2 separate regions of the Rattus norvegicus genome follow, and region 2 is linked to region 1. Evidence: chromatin contacts called from public Hi-C data. All regions are on one chromosome and are shown on one strand. The core of a region is the stretch at or near the end of the contact, and the rest is flanking DNA. Distances in the headings are between cores, read along the strand shown.

Region 1 (3,464 bases), core at 203-2,702:
CCCCAGGACCCAGATGGTGAAAGAAAAACACACTCCTTTAAGATGCCACCATGAGCACAGTGGCACATGCCACACACAAAAGAAACATTTAAAATAATAAACAGTAGGTTGCAGAGATGTCTCTGTGGTTTAAGAGCAAGTAGTGCAGTGGGAGGGGGCCAGAGTTCAGTTCCCTGCACTGATGTCCAGTGATTGACAGCCTCCTGTTAGTTCCAGCTCAATCTGTGAGCCAAAATAAACCCTCTAGGGTTACTTTTATCACAACAGAAATAATAACTGTTACTCAGTTTTTGCAGTTTTTCTCACCAAAGAACAAGTAAAGAAACTGAAGCTTGTTAGACTAGAATGTAAAATTCAATACAAAACCACTCATCCCTTGGCTCCAGGCAACTTTAAACCTAGCTGCTTGAGGAGGAAGGGGTGGAAAGGTTTGCTCCTACTGCTTAGGTTAAAGCAGCCCCACCCACTCGCTCTCGCTGTCCACCGAGCTTTAGTCAAGGATGTTAGCTCAGGATTGTTGGAGGCAATTGGAAATAAGAACAGATCTACCTCCACGGAAGTTTTGTCCTATAATCAGAACAAGAGACACAAGTTTCTCACGGGAGTGGAGGCTGCACAGGTGGTACAGAGGGCTTGTGAGTTTTATAGAACGGAGAAAAAAACTTGTGGGATACAAGATTTCACCTGCGGGTCAGTTCCCCAACAGTCTAAAAGTGCTAAATACCAAGAAGAGGTTGGTGTATTGATCTCAGAAGTGTCAAGGATTTTGACAGCCCACAGGTGTTATCTGTCAACTTTCCTATCAGGAGCTCCTTAGTCCCCTGAGGCTTTTAGGTCATAAACCCTTTAAAGATCCTACAATTATGCACACAGCGCTTAGGCATTCTCCATCATCAAGTCCAGGACAATCTGGTGCATGCTAAGCCAGCAGGCTACCCTTTGAAATATATCTCTAGTCTTCAGAACATTTGTTTATGTTTTTTGGAGGCAGCTTTCACTAGCGATTTCGTGGTTTGTTTCTGCTTTTCAAAGTCGCGTAGAATACACTGCAAGGGAGCAGTGGGTTGGGTGCACGAGTACTGCCTCGAGACCCGTGGCTTGGGCGGCGGTGCGTGGGCTTCCCCGCTTCTTGAATGGCAGCCTCGACTTCCGCGGGGCCATAAGAGCCCCTCGGCTTCCGGACTTGGGCGCTAAGCCAGAGCACCTACCCCACAGCTCTGCCCGGTAGTCTATTTTTGGCGACGCCCTCGTAGCATTTCCGGAATCTTAACCGGAAGCTGGGTATGCGGAAACTACAATCCTGCGACCGACTCTCGCGACGAAATCCAAGCCGCTCATTCCCCGCCCCCTCCACGCCCAAGTCTTTACGTCACGGCTAGGCGGGCGTTACCGTGCTCGTTGTGCGCCTGCGCTCTCGTCCTCTCTCGCCCCCGCGCAGGCGTCTTTCTGGCCAGTCGCGCGTGGGCTGAGGCCCTGGGCGGGCGTTGCGAAGACTTGTTTGCTTGAGTTTGGACCCTGCGACAGTTCTCATTTCCCTCCCGTTGGGGCCGGCGCACACCCGGGTTAGGAGAATGGGCAGCTAGACGCAGGCTGAGGAGCGTGTGGCTGCGGACATGAACTCGCCCGTGGACCCTGGCGCTCGGCAGGCACTGAGGAAGAAGCCGCCGGAGCGGACTCCTGAGGTAAGGCCGGGCACTGGCGAGCACCGATCGGCCCCGACCTGGCCGTGGTCGCGCGGGCTGATGAGCACCTTTCCTGCCGCTTCCTGCCGGGGACTTCCTTGTACCTCTGATAAGAAAGCACCGTTACTGTTGACTGGCTTCTGAGTTTGTGTGTGCTCAGGTGGGCTGAGAAACAGGCTGGGAATTGTAATGTGTAACAGACAGTTCATACTACAGCCCGTGCGTGCCGTGCTCTCAGATACTTCACAGTTGCCCGCAAAAGACAGGTTTCCAATGTCCGTATCAGACTGCGTAAGTCAGACATTAAGTTCCGTGGCGGGTGATGCGTGTTGAGTGGTTCCCTAGGTACTTTTTCAAACTGTCCGTGGGAAACTTAAGAATGTTTGGTAAGTTTTCTTGGTTTGAAGACGTTTCTGTAATTTTAGTGGCTGTGTGTATATTATACCAAAAGAAAAAAAATATTCCAACAGCGATGTAAAATGCAATGAGTCGTCTTGTTTGAAGTTGCAGTAATTGAAATGAAATGCTTTAATTCTTAGTCACTCGAGTTTCAGATTTATAGTGCTTTGCATAGAAAGTCTCAGAAACTTGGGGCAAACACTCTGGGACATGAATTTGTTATAGCCATTACTGAAACTGTGATGAGTCCAGTTTGCTTATTGAAACCTTGATCTTTGCGTAGGAACTCCTGCCTCCCCCTTTCCAGGGGTTACTTTTTCCCCACTTATAATCCTTTTCCCACTTATAATTCATGAATCAGCTTTTCTGTGGTGATGATTATTGTAATGTGCATTCTAAGTTTTGTTTACGAACATTATTTAGGTAATGAGGGGAAACTGTTTCTCTTCAGGTACCGAATTATTTAATTTGAAATTGAGTCTTTTTAAGCAGAGGAAGTTTTCTGAACTGTTGGGGAAGTTACGCTTGGTCATGTGTGCTGCGTTGAGGACTTTTATCTCGTTTTACTGGAAGAGCAACATTGTTGAAGGGAATATTAACTGCTTGGATTCATTGGCTGTATTTTTCAATGAGTGTAGAATTTGGGCTACTAATAAATCATTATCCAGAGTGCTAATGATGGTTTATTTTGACAAAGAATTCCGTGAAATTCTCACAAGTTCGGTTGTGCTGTCAGAAGATTCTCTTAGTAGACTTTTTTTTTTTGTTTTTTGTTTTTTGTTTTTTTTTGTTTTTGTTTTTTTGTTTTTTGTTTTGGTTCTTTTTTTCGGAGCTGGGGACCGAACCCAGGGCCTTGCGCTTCCTAGGCAAGCGCTCTACCACTGAGCTAAATCCCCAACCCCCTCTTAGTAGACTCTTAAGGGTTTGTTATAAATATATTAATTTGGTAATTATTGACAACCTGTTCAGGATTCTGTTTTGTACAATAGAAGATTTTAGTGGACAAAATAAACAAGTCCGTACAGTACTTACATTCTGATGGATTAAGGAACCGAGAAGGTAGGTGATAAATAAGTAAATTGCTAACTAGTCATGGCTATTTCCAATAATAGGATAAGGAGAATTGGGGAAAGGGAAAATAAGCTAGATAATAGTTAAAATAAAGTTGTTCCTATTGTCCTTTGTAACTTGACTTTGTTGTTGAATTAAAATGGATGTCCCTGTGTAGCTCACAGAAACCTGGAACCATAACTTGTCAACACTTTGCTTGTATAAGGATGGTAGTGAGCCTCACAATACCTGGTTCAGGGATTTGACTTGATGAACATTATATTGATGTGTGTGAATGGAATTATGTGCAGAGTTTTATGAGGACGAAAGCTT
Region 2 (3,269 bases), core at 536-3,035, 330 kb after region 1:
GACGGAATCGGAATGAACCTAAGACTGATATACATGTCTGAAAGTCTCGAAGTCGGAGAGGTAGCTCGGCGGTTAAGAGCACTTGTTCTTCTACTGGAGGATCTGGGTTCAATCCTCAGCACCCACGAGCAAGCTCATAACTGTCTGCAACTGCAGATCCAGGGGATCTGACATCCTCACACAGACATGAATGCAGGCAAAAAAAAAAACCACCAATGCACATAAATTTAAAAGAAAAAAAAAAGATAGAAAATCCACTTTAGATTTAGGGCTAGGGAGATGGCTCAGTGATTCTGCAAGAGTAAAGACCAGAGTTTGGATCCTCAGAACCCATGAAAATACAGGGCAGCACGCACGCATGCGCGCGCACGCACACACACACACACACACACACACACACACACACACACACAGACTAGGTGTCTAGGCACACACCTGCAAACCCAGTAGTAATTCTTGTGGGTGAGGAGGGGGGATAACCATTAATACAAAACACCACAACTAATTTAAGACCATTATCCCAATATAAAGAAAATGGGGGCTGGAGAGATGGCTCTGAGGTTAAAGCACTGGTTGCTCTCACAGAAGACCAAGGTTCTTCCCATCAGCCACATGGCAGCTTGACAACTCCCTGTAACTTCAGTTCCAGGGAATCTGACTCCCTCTCCTGGCCTTGCTGAGTACCACACATGCACATAAAATAATAATAATAAATTATCTTAAAAGAAAATGTGATCTTTATTACCACAAGAATATTAAAACCAATATTACATTGAAGTGAATAAATAATATTTTTTACTTATTATTTATGCAGTGTTGGGCATGGAGGCCAGAGCCTTGAAAAGGCTAATCAAGGGCTCCAACTGTAAGTTAAAATACAACCAGACCTACTAAGAAACTTCTTTTCAGATGCAAAAAGTAGCTGGGTGTAGTGATTCAGTTATAATCCCAGCACTTAGCATGAAGATTGATGTGGATTGGAAGCCAGCGTGGGCTCCTCCAAATTCTTAATCAAACTTCAGGTCTTTGCCTTGTCCTTGTGATTCTTTTATTTCGAGACAAGATCTATGTTGCCATGAACAAGTAGGCTCAGCAACGCTCCCTCTCCCCCTCTAGAGACTTTTGTGTTCCTCTAAGTAAGTTAAATCCTAGTTATAGGTTCACAAAACATGCTGTTTATTAATTTGAAGGACTTCTTCCGATTTTATTAATTGTTTATAATCTTCCTACTGCAGGACTTCTTTATTAAGGCAAAGATGGGGGTTGGGGATTTGGCTCAGTGGTAGAGCGCTTGGCTAGCAAGCGCAAGGCCCTGGGTTCGGTCCCCAGCTCCGAAAAAAAAGAATAGAAAAAAAAAAAAGGCAAAGATGATCGGTTTATGGTCACCAGTCACCTCTATTCACCACCTTTCATAGTCCAGGCATCCTCCTCATTCACTGTCCCATGTAGCTCTCACCCCACTCCGCTCACCGCTCCTCGTGATCCTCTCCCTCCTCACTTACTGTCCCCCTTCTCCACTACCGTCCTTCGCAGTAGTCATCCTCACCACTCAGTCTCCTACATGGCTTTCACCCTCCTCCATTCACGGTCCATCGGGTCATCTCAATACCCTCGAAATCGTCACCCTCTACTACTCATCACCCCTGAAGGTTGTTACCCTCCTCCACTCTCAGCCCTCGGGGTCGCCTCCCTCCCTTGCCGGGGTCTTGAGCCTCAAGCATCCCTACACCCTCTTCCCGGGCCTGTCACCTTGGCTGGCTGACCCATGGCTGCCCACGCCGCTGACTCCGCCTCTGAAGCCGCCCCCTCCTGGCAACCAATCACGGCCCGGGCACAGCCGGAGACGCTCCGCATAGCAACCAATCAGAATGCAGTATATCCTTCTTAGTCCGCCCTCCCCGCAGAAGGAAGGCCAGACGTTTGCTAAGCAAATCCAAGTATAAAACCGCGAGAAGCCGCGGAGCCAAATTATGGACAGGAAGACGGAAGTAACCGGGAAGCCATGTCTTTTAAGGGCAGAGTCTCTTCCGCCGCGCCTAGTGTGGCGCGCGCGCACAACGGTTATTAATGGGTGGCTTCGGAACCTGCTCGTTTTTATCTCTTGTTTAAGGGCGTGGGTCGTCTCTTAAGTGTCTTTATTTTAACGTTTCCCGGCTGAGACTGACTGCTTGGAAACGTGAGCAAACAAATGCTAAATCCTAACAACTACAGTCCATACATATCAGAACGCTGAATCCTGAACGTTCTGTTTGTACATTCACTTAATTATTCCCCCAGAAGGTGTGGTCGAGTTGCCTGCTCGAATTCACACGCTTGATCCCAGAGTCTCCTCCCCTCTGCATTGTTGCCCTACTTATCTTGCCCCGTTCTTTGGTTTTGTTGAAGTAGGAAATAATTTATTAGAAGCTTCATAGTAATAACCATAAAACATTTATATGCATTTTAACTTAGGACTTGCAGGCATGGATAAAAATTTCCACCTTGCTCCTATTTCACAACCGTTTGCCTTCAACATTACTGTAACATTTTAGGCTACTTTTAGGTAAAATTAGCTGTTTATTAAGATTAAGCTGGATGTGGTGGGACATACTTGCAAACCTAGTATTTGGGAGGTAAAGTCAAGAGCATCAGGAATTCAAGGACAGCCCCAGTCTAGACTATATGAGACTATGTCAATCAAAAAACAAAAAGAGAAAAAAGTCTGGTTTTGAGGCAGGGAGTCACTATAACCCTGTTTGGTATGGAACTTGCTATATAGATCAAGCTGGCCTCAGACAGAGATCTGCCTGCCTCTGGAGTGCTGGAATAAAAGTTGTCAACCACCAAACCTGTACCTTTCCTCAGGAATGCTTTCTACCTAGACTTGGCCCAGAACTCACTAGTTAGGCTGGACTGGCTGACCTGGTCTCAGAGATCTTCCCATCTCTCTCTCCCCAAGGCCGGGATTACAAATGTGTAATACCATGCCTAACAAGTCTTTATGAGGACAGAAGGATAATTGTCAATTTTAGAAATTGTTATATTCTATATTGATGGCTTTAGAGCTGGCACAAAGCATTAGAACACCGCCGTTCTTTCCAGAGGACCTGGGATCAGTTCCCAACACCCATATGGCAGCTAACGACTGTCTGAACTCCAGTCCTAGGGGATCACACACACACTCTGTCCTCCAAAGACACCACATGCATGTGGTGTAGATATATGCCAGGTAAATGCATAAAAATAAAATATTAAAAAAAGTTAAGGTTCTAGATTTGCAGAAGAGCATT

Evidence for each region. Hi-C and Micro-C count contacts between places; a contact is called where the count stands out from the background.
Region 2: a Hi-C map of kidney shows a contact between it and region 1, with 4 times the contacts expected there. The contact joins the promoter of Lyrm7 here to the promoter of Rapgef6 in region 1. A contact is called at or near these places in 3 of 12 Hi-C or Micro-C datasets (kidney, mammary epithelial cells and psoas muscle).

Annotation. Positions count from the first base shown.
Region 1 is chr10:39,155,171-39,158,634 of GRCr8, forward strand. It overlaps Rapgef6 (Rap guanine nucleotide exchange factor 6), which reads left to right and starts at 1,453. Exons shown (of 28, transcript NM_001107003.1): 1 at 1,453-1,682. The coding sequence starts at 1,614.
Region 2 is chr10:39,482,188-39,485,456 of GRCr8, forward strand. It overlaps Lyrm7 (LYR motif containing 7), which reads right to left and starts at 1,786. Exons shown (of 5, transcript NM_001134729.1): 1 at 1,750-1,786. The coding sequence starts at 1,767.